Regions from separate parts of the Mus musculus genome. Here all the other regions are linked to region 1. Evidence: chromatin contacts called from public HiChIP or PLAC-seq data. All regions are on one chromosome and are shown on one strand. Each heading gives the region's core, a stretch centred on a gene start, on an enhancer-like site or on the middle of the called end of the contact. The rest is flanking DNA. Distances are from core to core; before and after follow the strand shown.

Region 1 (3,655 bases), core at 396-2,895:
CTTAGGCTTGGTGACAAGTACCTTTACCTAGACAGTCATTCTTGCTGGCTCAGGATCAAAGAATATCAGAGCTCTTGTCTGTTTGCTGCTTAAAAAGATCACATTTACTACTGTTTCAATCTACACTTTACAACTTATCTAGAAGACAGGCATTGGAGAGATGGAACCTCAAATTTCTCCAAGAAATGCAGAAGGAATGCAGAAGGCCGACAGCATAGAATTGGGAGCAGTAGCTGGTACCCTGTCTATCTCACACCTGTAGTAATGATATTGGTTCCATGCCAAAACCCGAGGAAATGGGAATCATATCACTGGAGAGAGATAGATGGTCCTACACAGCATTGCTTCAGTCAGGGAACTTGCTGTCAGTGAGCATCATGCTTAGGACAGGAACAGCAGGCATTACTCTTATTTTTAGCTATGCACATGCTCTCAAAATTACAAGGAGCAGGGACCACTGGTGTGCAACCCGAATCCTGATGTCATTGTTGGGGAGAGGGACAGCATGGACCCGAGGAGTAGAAATAACTACCTGGGGGACCATTTGTTCATTTGCACCTGTGGTGCTTCAGAGCTGGTTGACATTTAATGCTAAATAATATTAATGAAAGGAACTTGCTGTCCCCATGATGGATTTCTCTTGCTTACCTTCTTTCCCTCCTTTTTTTAGCTCTTCCATTTTTAAAGCTCTAAGTGGCAGTCAGACCTAAGAAACTGACCGGAGGCTCATAGAGGATCTGAGAGGCCCAAGGGGCCTCTGAGCATACTGGCTGCCTTCATAAGTGACACTTCTAGATGCTCTGAAAGCTCAATTCAAATGGGCAATGAGCGTACAGAAAGCTGCCCATGGGTACAAGAACATAGAACAAAGTTTATGAGAGTGTTCAGAATCTCACTCCTAACTCTGCAAGAATACTGGAAAACATGCTGCAGATAAATGGAGGGCAGGAGAGGGAGATCTGGCCAAAGCCATCAAGAGTGGAGAGACAAGGGATGGGTTGGCCGTGGGGCGGGGCGTGCCTGTAGGATGGGGCTTGGCTATAGGTCAGCTGGCCCTTAAGAGTCCAGGACCCAGAAATAATCTACAGGCTTGGCTCAAGTAACCTGCAGTGCCTGGGTCTTCTTAATAGAATTTAAATTTAAAGTCAGATATTTTATTGTCTCTCTGGGAAGAATAGTTAATTCTACCAGGCCATGCTGTCACTTTAAATTATCAGTGAGAATTTCAAGGAAAAAGATCAATTCTGAAAGGAAATCAATTTTGGGTAACTAGAAACAATCTTACTTTAGGGCGTGTGGGGTATTCTAAACAGAGGATGTTATTGTGTGAGTTTGAGACTCCCTTTTGCTGTATTATCCTACTTTTGTCTAAGCGTGTTACAGACCTAATTTGCTTTTTAATACATCTATGTTTCCACCCGTGGGTCCACTGGCAATTTGATTCATTTATGCGGGTATATATATATACATTTGTAATCTGAAAATTCAGCCCGCTAAATTCTACCAAGAAAAAAACCGGGACTGTCAGTATACAGTCCCTTATACTCTTCTGAATTCTTTTCTCCTCCTCTGGGGTCGCCTGAGTGTGGACTGCTCCCACAAGCTGCTGGGTCGCCATCACAGATTCCCTCAGCTTGCCACTTCCTCTACAGAGCGAGCTCTCAGGACAGCTTCTCACTACACAGGGCTTAAGCAGAGATTTTAACACGCAAGAAGTACGAAATCCCCTTACTTTAAACCCTCCAATGAAAAGGCGCCTACAGATTAAGAGGGAATAAAGTGACTATCAACCAGACGCAGGACATGAAGCCGTCCTTGTATTCTGATCTGAGCGAAGTAAAATGAAAATTACGTGCACAGTCTCCTCTTACACACAGGCACGCTGTTTGATCTCTAGAGTGCGGCGTTTAAGGAACTACTCAGTGTTCCGGTGTGATACACACTGAATTATTTATGTGGGAAAGAAGCAGAATTAAGAGTTTGCAGGACAATTGTGGGGAGGGGCGCTTAGCTGGCAGGCAGCTCCCACGGTGGAGAGGAAGCTCCGGGCCAATCCCGGAGCTTGAATTCCTGTATTGGGTTGGGGTGTGGGGGGTGGGTTAAGGCTGTAGGGAGAGAGAGCAGTTCAAAGAGCTCCTCAGTTACATAACAGGTTTGACGCCAGCTCGCTACACGCCGGACTGTGTCTCAAAAACAAGACATGATAAAATAAAATTGAGAAGGCGTTGATTAGGAGGTGGGTGGAGTTTGGGTGAAATAAATGTGGGCAATGCTCCCTCCTCCTCCTCCTCCTCCTCCTCCTCCTCCTCCTCCTCCTCCTCCTCCTCCCTCCCTCCCTCCCTCTCTCTTCCCCCCCACCCCCCCAGAGTTTGAGTCTCTTTAACAACAATTGTTAAATCGACAGATAAAGACCTCCACTAACTCCCCCATGGACCTTGGATAAAATTCTAGGTCTGGCAGCTTTCGTAGCCTCATCCCTATGCTCTTCCTGGTCTCAAATCCACCATAATGCGTTCTATAGTACGAATGGCCCTTTTCTGGCCTAGGGTCTTAGGGCTTGTTCTGCCCTCCTCTGGGAGCATGGATTCTGCAGGTGGTCATCTGGGAGGCTCTGGAGAGTTTGACTGTCCTGTCACTTAGCAGCCCTTTCCTGTCATTCCCCTGCACCAGCTCCTCCCCACCTGTGTGTTTGCCTGTCTGCGTCAGTCTTCCTGGCCCTTTAGAGCTCCGAGTGAGTTTTCTCTCTCGTACAAGGTTGGGAACACCACAGTGTGTCGGGGCAGGGGACATTCAGCAAATGTTTAAGGGGCGAATCAAACAATGTTGAATTTTCCCCCATGAACAATGCAAAAATCCCTTCTCTTTCCCATGTGGCTGACCTTTTCGCCTCTCTTGTTTCAAAATTAGCCCGAGAGGAAGAAAAAGACGCGGTTGATCGCTTTCTGATGCTTTCTCCCCACCTCCGTTTCTTTCTGAAAATTGAAATAGAAAAAGCCCAAAACCCCAAACCCCAAACAAACAAACAAATAAACAAACACCGAAAGAAGAGAAACAGGCGGCTTCCCTTACTAATGCTACTTTGGGGCGGGGGGGGGGGGGCAAAATTTTGCTCTCCCTCTCCTTTCTGTTTTCCTCTCTTGGCTTAGAAACTCCTCTGGTTGGCAATAACCTGATGAGCTGTCAGGAAATATGTCGGGAGTAATGAAAATAGACCTTTTCCAATTTCAAAAGTGTCGCTGGTTTTTTTTTCTTTCTCTCTCTCTCTCTCTCTCTCTCTCTCTCTCTCTCTCTCTCTCTCTCTCTCTCTCTCTCTCTCTTTCTTTCTTTCTTTCTTTCTCCTCTTCCCCAGCCATGGTCCTGGGCCTCCTCCCCAAGTGAGTTTCTTTGCATTACCATATAGGTCATATAGACACAGTTGCTTTGGATGTTCTAGAAAATGCCCTTAAAAAATAAAACACAGATGTTGCTACATTGTTAAATCTTGTCAGTCAGACCGGTTGAACACATTCCGCCTAAGGGTGCAGAGACGCGGAAGTCAAGGGGTTAAACTCATTTTCAATTTGCCTACAGATGGATGCACCCGGCTTTTCCTTTATCTGAGAAGCCTACATCCATAGGCCCGCAATAACAAACATTCAGGAAGCTGCATTCAATG
Region 2 (3,655 bases), core at 829-3,328, 790 kb before region 1:
TTACAGTTTGTTCTAGTTACTTTTCTTTTGCTGCAATAAAACATCAGAACAAAGCAACTTTTTTTTTTTAAAGCATTTACTTGATCCTTCGGTTCTAGCTCCTGGGGGTTGGAGTCCATGCTGGTGGAACAGAGCAAAGGCATGACAGCAGGAATGGCTGAGTCCCCATCTCAAACCAGGAGCAGAGGCAGAGAGCACACTGGGAATGCCACAAATCTTTGGAAACCGTAAAGCCTATCCCCAGTGATACACCTTCTCCAACGAGGTCATATTTCCTAGTCTCAACAAACAGTTCCACCAACTAGGGACCAAGTATTCAAACTGGAAGCCTATGGTGGCCATCTTCATACAAGCCCCCATGGGCGGCCTAGTTCTAGTTTATCACAGAGGGGAAGCTACAGCAACAAAAACTGGAGGGAGCTGGCCACTCTCCATCCTCAGTCAGAAGCAACAGATTCTCGTACAGGCTTGTGCTCAGCTTGCTTTCTCCATGCTCACACAACTCAGGATGCCCACATTAGGGGATGGTTCCACCCACAGTGGTCAGGTCTTCACACCTCAATAACTATAGTCTAGATAATCCCTCATAAACATTCTCAAAGACTCAGGTTATGCTAGTCTGTGTCAAGCTGACAGTTAAAACTAACACTGCATACAAATTATTTTTGAGTTGATTATTTCTTCTTTGTTTTCTAATGATGTAAACCCAAAGGAATCATTCTACCAACCACACATACAGGGTAGATAGTCCTCTGTTTTAAATTCATAAGGAGATTATTGGTTTGCTAATTTGTCTCTATTGGTTTTGTTGTTGCTGTTGTTGCTGTTGCTGTTGTGGTTGTGGTTGTTGTTAACAGTGACAGACATTCATTTGTGTTTTTTCTACACTAGATTCTGAGGTTAACTCTTTTCATGAATCATCTCATTTAATCCTTAAACCCAGGAGAGAGAAAGTATTCTTCATCCAATTTAACAGATGAGCAAATGAATGCAGGGAGATTAAGTAATTTGCACATTGACAATCAGTTCATAAAAGGGCCCTGATGGCATTATTCAAATGGAGAGAGAAATAAACAGTGATAACTTCCATGGTTTTCCCATCTCATGAATACCCAGCCTCTTCACTGCACCTAATTAGGTGTCTCATTACCGTGTATTAGACAATTGTTCGGATAAACCGATTTCCTTCTTCCAGTGTTTAAACCAGCATGTCCAACTGACAGTGCTGCTGGACTTGTAGCTTTCCCACAGTTGCTGTTGTTTAATCCTTGTTATTCTTTTTATAAGTTTGAGATGATTCAGAGCAATTACAAGAAAAAGCACTTTAGAGAGAAGAGTCGACAAGGCTTAAGCAGGGAGAGACAAGACATGAACTAATTGGCAGAGATTAGTTAGTTGCTCACAATGATCAGGGAAAAAAAAGCAGGAAGCAGGGTGATGGCTGTCTGAGGGGGTAGGGGAAAGACTCAGTGGTTACATGAACAAGCATGTGGACCTGAGTTAGATCCTTACACACAGAGAGAAGATGGGTGTGACCTTGTGCATGCCCTTCATCTCAACACTGCTGGTGGACAGAGATAGAAGGATTACTGGAGTTTGCTGGCCACCAGCTTAGCTCCAGTTTCAGTGACAGACTCCATCTGGAGGTAACATGACAGAGAGTGATGGAGCAGCAACCTTGGTGGCCTCTTCTGACTCCTCCATGTGCGTACATGGACATGTATGTTCCCAACAATGTGCATGCATCATACACACACCTACATAAGAAAAGAAAAAGAATTAGCATTCAGTATCATTAAGTACGACCTAGCTTTTAATACACATGTGTGGCATTGAGCTTAGGTGGAAACGAGGCTCAGATTCAGCATTTAGGCAGTAGTGTGGATTTTTTCAGTGCTTTAGACAGGATCTCCTCTGAATACATAGTATATGCAACACAGTTAATAGAGCATGCCTAGAGTTTTGTCGAGTTAATAAATCTGATCCCAAATGCCCTTGCACATCATGATGTGGGCATCTTCCTGTAAGGTTCTCAAGACCAGAGCTGTCCCTGTGCAGCAGTCTGTCCTTTGTGTAAACACAGTTTTGCTGACTGTGTTTCTAAATGGAAGTGCTCACCATCAGCAAGACTTAACTAGGGACGATTCAGGAGAACTGCAAGAAACCCACTTTGGAGAGAGTTTACAAAGTCTGCCCACTGGAAGATGGGAATGAATTGTAACTTTTGGAAATTAAAAACAAAACAAAACAGCAAACAATAGCACAAGTATAGGTTTACTTTTTTTAGGTTTTGGAAAGATTAATTGCTGGAAAAAAAAAAAAAAAAACGGAGTTCTGTCTGAACTCATTACATCACAGGGAACGTTTCAGGCTGACTCCGTCTTGTGGAAGCGAAGTGCAAGCCCCTGCAGTTACGCTGTAACCACGTTTGCAATATCAGTGTCATGCTCGCAGGGTAGCATTTCACAGCCCTTGTTATTTTCTGGCTCTCACAGTCTCTTTCCTTCCTCTTTTTAAATGTCCCCAAGCCTCAGAAGGATGATACAGATGGCCTGTTAGGGCTCAGCATTGAGACAGCACTGACTCTCAGCACCCAGGTCAGCCAGGAATCTGCATCTACAGCAGCTCATAGCAAAAAGAAACCTCTCTGCTCGGGGCTTAGAATAGCATCTGCCTCTGGGGATAATCATAACTATTTGAAAGACAGTGTTGTCCCTAAACAACAGTGCTGAGTTTCTGTCTCGGGCCTAAGGGTTTGGGGTTGGGTTTATAGTGCCAGATGTGAGTTTCCTCTTGTGGAGTCCTCCTTAGGTTGAAGCAGAGTAGTTGGTTACCTCCATAAGCATTATGCCACTATGGTACACATGGGCACACCTTACCTAGCAGGTTGGTGTTATAGTTGGCAGAGTTCACAGCTGAGTAAAGCCAGCTTTCCCCTCTCCAATAGCCTGCATATCCCCTTTCACCACTGTGAAAGCCAAAGCGCGGGGCAGAAGCTTCCAGCTCAACCCCAGTTTAATTTCCTGTACATTCCCATAAAGAGATCTTATCCTTCACTCAAGATTTCTTACTGAACTTGATACTCACTTATTGGCTTGGCTGGCTGTCCCGTGAGCTCAAGGAGTCACATATAGAGTGTACACACACACACACACACACACACACACACACACCACAGGGGTTATAGATGCAAACATGAGTGTGGGTTTGCATGTTTGTATGGCTGGCACTTTGCCCACTGATCCAACTCCTTGTTACCTCTAGCTGTTATCATTATATCCTGGAATATATAGGAATTGTGCTCATCTCAAAATGTGTAAATATTAATAGTTGTTGGTAGCTTTCTATTTTCTGAATTTTGGTTCAGTACAAGTGACACTGTCTGAGGCCAAAGCTGTCCATACAAATTAAGTAAATGTAGGTCTGCTGTCTCTACAGGATAGAATGTTAGATCACTGCTCTGGCCTGAAAGCAAAATATCACCTTAACAGAGCACTGTCAACACATCCCTGGGCTTGCTGACATCTTGATTATTTCCTATCCTTTTTCTGAGTATCATTTTATTGGACAGGGAATAGCCCAACTGACTGGATTCAGTGTCATGTCTCATAACGCCAAAGAAAATCTTGGATTATTTGTAAGAGTGCTTTACCAG
Region 3 (3,655 bases), core at 294-2,793, 770 kb before region 1:
TGAAAGGAAAGGTAGAAGCCAGCGAGCTAGCACAGGCTCTCTCTGTCTCTCTCTCTCCCTCTCTTCCCCCCCTCTCTCTCTCTCTTTCTCTCTCTCTCTCTCTCTCTTCTCTCTTCTCTCTGCTTCTCTGCTCTCCATGCCCTCTCCTCCTTGACAGATGAACCATGCGCAAAGTAAACCCTTCCTCCTGTCAGTATTTTCTCCAACATTTGCCACAGCAGTGAAATTCTGACTAATGCAACGTAAAACAGATTCCCCAAGTGCCTTCAGAAGGAACATGGCTCAACTAATTTGATTTTAGACTATGAGAAAATGACTTTGTGTTGTTTACGGCTGCCAAGCTTATGTCTTCTGCACCGCAGCCTGAGGAAACATACTCAGTAGCTATCCAACGCAAAGTGTCCTCATTTATGAAATGAGCTATGATGACCTTCCTAACCCCATGGAAGCATTGTGCAGATCAGTAGAGAAAAGCTGGTGTGCAGTTGTTATATGTGAGAAAATATACCAGTGTAAAACAGGCATCGTAGCTCACACCTGTAATCCAATCCCAGCACTCTGAAGGCTAAGGTGGGAGGACGGCGGCAAGTTGGAGGACATCCTGGGCTATATACTACATTCCAAGCCAACCTGGGCTACAAACAACACAGTTCACACAAGTGTAATATGAAATTCTTATTTCCTGGAACCCCTCTCATGCCTACCTTAGCACACTAGCTACCTTCTCCGAACACTTTTTGGTTATTTCATTTAATTTTTTTATTTAATGAATTGCACTGGTTTTATCTTTAAACACCCCAGAGACAGATAAAAAGGCCAGCTCTCAGACCCAGCTTACTGTCTCGCCCTTAATGTGCAGCTGATACTGCACAGAGCATTATTTCTGAAGGACATGATTTGATTTGTCTAGCTGAACATAAATAATATATTACATTATAATAGTCTGTTGTATATTAATGTTTAATATGCTAATGAAGTTTAATCTCTGTAGATTTGAAAATAAGATTTATTTTATTTAAGGTGAAAAATACTTAATTTATTTTCACATGTATGGCTGGTTTTATATATGCTGCTTACTAGAAATCTAATAAATGCATATTTTACCAAAATGGCTATTTTAATAGCATTCCTTTGATTATGCTCATCAATAAATTTAATCAATTACCTATTCAAGCACTAGAACAAGCATTCTAGTCCTGGTGCAACAAAATGATCTCTTGCAAGGAAAAAAAAAATGACGAATCTGAATAGCAAGAGCCATTAGTCACAAAGTGGATGGGAACGAATTTCCCCTTTGATACCCAGCTCCTACTTAAAATAAAACCACCACAATGCTGTTCTTGCTGAATTACTTCTCTGAGAATCTTTCAGCGGTTTCCGTGCACCCTGAGGCTAACAGGGCCCTGTCACAACCCGGTGAAGCTGACGGCAGCCCTGCTTAGAGAGCAGAATTGAGGCCATGAAGGCTGTAAGCCAGAGCTCAGCAGTAGAACTAGGAAGAAGCCTGAGGAAGCCCACCCCAAAGCCTCCAGCCGTACCACATGACTCTGACATCAGCCAGCATCCTCTTGGCAGGAGCAAGACTCAGCTGAGGGACCCCTCCGGAGCCTCTATAATGGCATTTAGTGAGTCTAGAATAAAAACACCAAACGAGCTCTTGCTTGCACGGAATGGGTTCCTGGAAGAGGGGACAAAAGCTTTATCTCACTTCCAAGTGGAGTTACAATGACGTCAGCTTCAAATGCTATGCACTAGGAAGATGTAATTTTAAATGATGCTGCTTGAGATCTCTGAAGAAGAAAAGAGGAGAAACAAAGTGGGACCCAGGATCCCCGACCTGGTGTGGATGGGTGATGTGAGAGATTAGGAAGAGGCACATGTCAGTCTCAAATTCAGTTACAGGACCAGAGCTCACTGCTCAGGCATCTTGACAGTAATGTAGTCCACTAAACATTCCAGTTCTAAGAGAGAATGGTGGGTTTTGGAACAGACTCGTGGTCCAAAGCTGGTCTTGAACTTGCTATGTAGCTAAGGATAAGCTTGAAGTTCTGCTTAGAAGGAATGGGTCTTGATCAGTAGATAGCAATCTCTATAACAAGATCACCTCATGTTCATCGGAAGACATGAGGCTACTTGTTTGTAAACAGAATCTGTCAGCACTTCACCACTTCACTTAAAATGGCTTGAGGGAGAAACCTGTTTCTCTGGCTTTGCATTCTTGCTTCCCTCCAGCGGCAAATGCCACCCTCCTGCGACCCTATCCACAGGCTCAGACTCGTCTTACCTGTACGCTGTGCATGCAAGCCAGCGCAAAACACAAATGAGGAACATGTGGCTTCAAAGCAGGAAAAATGTTCTGCTAAGCAAGATGTAAGTACTGTCCCTCCCTCCCTCCCCTTCAGTCCCTCGTGCTTCTGCAATCTACTAGTTAGCTGTATTCAAAGAAGGGTACATTTTAAACTGCTAGCCTGCATGCTTCCATTTGTTCTTTAAAATATGCAATCCCAATCTTAAATGCAAATATAAGAACATCTGATAATATAAGAGCATTCATAGATGGAATGACTGGAATGGATACTTTACATTTCATAGCTGTCCTACAAATATTCACTACTCTTTGAAAATATGATGCCAGGCTCCCTCCTTCCCTCTGCTGCTGGGACATCATCCCAGCTTCAGCTGCTGGTGATTATAGTGATGCCACAGGAGTAAGGAAGGAAAAGAGAGGGTCACTGGTCACATGGGTTTCTTAGAACGCCACCACCTCTCCTCTTCACTCAATACAAGTTCAATTCAACAAGAAATCTCAGTCTCTGAGGTCTGCCAAATCCTTTCACCCAGTTATAAGTAATCACACCACGCTATCCCTGACTGGCACATAGACTGGTCCCCAGAATCCTGTCTCCATGAGGTGCCATGAGTGTCTGTGACACTAGGCAGGGAGGAGGAGCATGGCTCTGCACCTGTCTCCTCTGCACACGTGCATGATACACGGTCGCAGCGTTTCAATCACAGACGGAATCATTCAGGTTCAGGATGATCACAGCAAGCATCAGCCTAAGCCAGGAGCTTCTTTGTGTTCAGCTCTGTGCAGCTACACAGGCCGCATGCCTCCATTGCTTTAGGGAAGAGAAACCTGTAACCTGTAAAATCAAGTTATCCTGTGCACACACTAAGCACAGCAAGGACAACACAGACCAACAGGATAGCGAAGCCCGTTCTCTTGGCCACCCTGTCAGGCTCTCGAAAGGGGAGAGCTACTAAGTCTACTAACGTGCAGCCTACATTTAGAAAAAACTAAAATGGGTACAGGTGTTCTCCAATTCCCGAGATGACAATGCAGGGTTCTTTTCCCTGATATGCAGCTAAGCAGCAATAATAATGGATTAGTGCATTCTGTTAAGTATCTCAGACCTTTGGAAACATACTCAACAGGGGTATTCATCCTTTCGGACTCTCTGGACATTTTCATCTGCAAAGTTCATGTGCTAGTACCACACAACTACCGTGTATAGCATTTCTAAGTTGAAAAATTAATCACAAAAAAACCCTTGCATTTTAAGTAAGTGTATGGTTTGTGTTAGGCTACATTCATAGCTACCCTTGGCATCATACAGCCCACAGGCTATGAGTTGAACATCCTTGACCTGAGAGC

What was found. HiChIP or PLAC-seq counts read pairs in DNA pulled down with a chosen protein or histone mark.
Region 2: a contact with region 1 is called in an H3K4me3 HiChIP or PLAC-seq map of bone marrow-derived macrophages, with 4 times the contacts expected there. The contact joins two enhancer-like sites. A contact is called at or near these places in 2 of 115 datasets of contacts at active chromatin or transcription factors (bone marrow-derived macrophages and embryonic stem cells) and 1 of 9 other capture datasets (embryonic stem cells).
Region 3: an H3K4me3 HiChIP or PLAC-seq map of bone marrow-derived macrophages shows a contact between it and region 1, with 4 times the contacts expected there. The contact joins two enhancer-like sites. A contact is called at or near these places in 1 of 15 datasets of contacts at CTCF or cohesin (the NIH/3T3 cell line) and 2 of 115 datasets of contacts at active chromatin or transcription factors (bone marrow-derived macrophages and embryonic basal ganglia).

What each region holds. Positions count from the first base shown.
Region 1 is chr17:9,763,256-9,766,910 of GRCm38.p6, reverse strand. The region is part of intron 3 of 4930452A19Rik (RIKEN cDNA 4930452A19 gene); the gene reads left to right. Among named protein-coding and RNA genes, the nearest start is that of 4930452A19Rik, 11 kb to the left of the region's middle. Within about 2 kb of position 1,645, at least 154 of the 459 cell types and tissues checked have an H3K27ac peak or open chromatin away from gene starts, as enhancers often do. A contact at or near this core is called in bone marrow-derived macrophages, where this site is marked.
Region 2 is chr17:10,557,709-10,561,363 of GRCm38.p6, reverse strand. All of the region lies in intron 4 of Pacrg (PARK2 co-regulated), which reads left to right. It overlaps Gm16168 (a long non-coding RNA gene), which reads right to left. Exons shown (of 3, transcript XR_003952273.1): 3 at 1-3,655. Among named protein-coding and RNA genes, the nearest start is that of Gm52294, 7.6 kb to the right of the region's middle. Within about 2 kb of position 2,078, at least 9 of the 459 cell types and tissues checked have an H3K27ac peak or open chromatin away from gene starts, as enhancers often do. A contact at or near this core is called in bone marrow-derived macrophages, where this site is marked.
Region 3 is chr17:10,532,274-10,535,928 of GRCm38.p6, reverse strand. All of the region lies in intron 4 of Pacrg (PARK2 co-regulated), which reads left to right. All of the region lies in intron 2 of Gm16168 (a long non-coding RNA gene), which reads right to left. Gm52294 (a long non-coding RNA gene) reads left to right here. Exons shown (of 2, transcript XR_003952283.1): 1 at 1-2,370. Among named protein-coding and RNA genes, the nearest start is that of Gm52294, 18 kb to the left of the region's middle. Within about 2 kb of position 1,543, at least 22 of the 459 cell types and tissues checked have an H3K27ac peak or open chromatin away from gene starts, as enhancers often do. A contact at or near this core is called in bone marrow-derived macrophages, where this site is marked.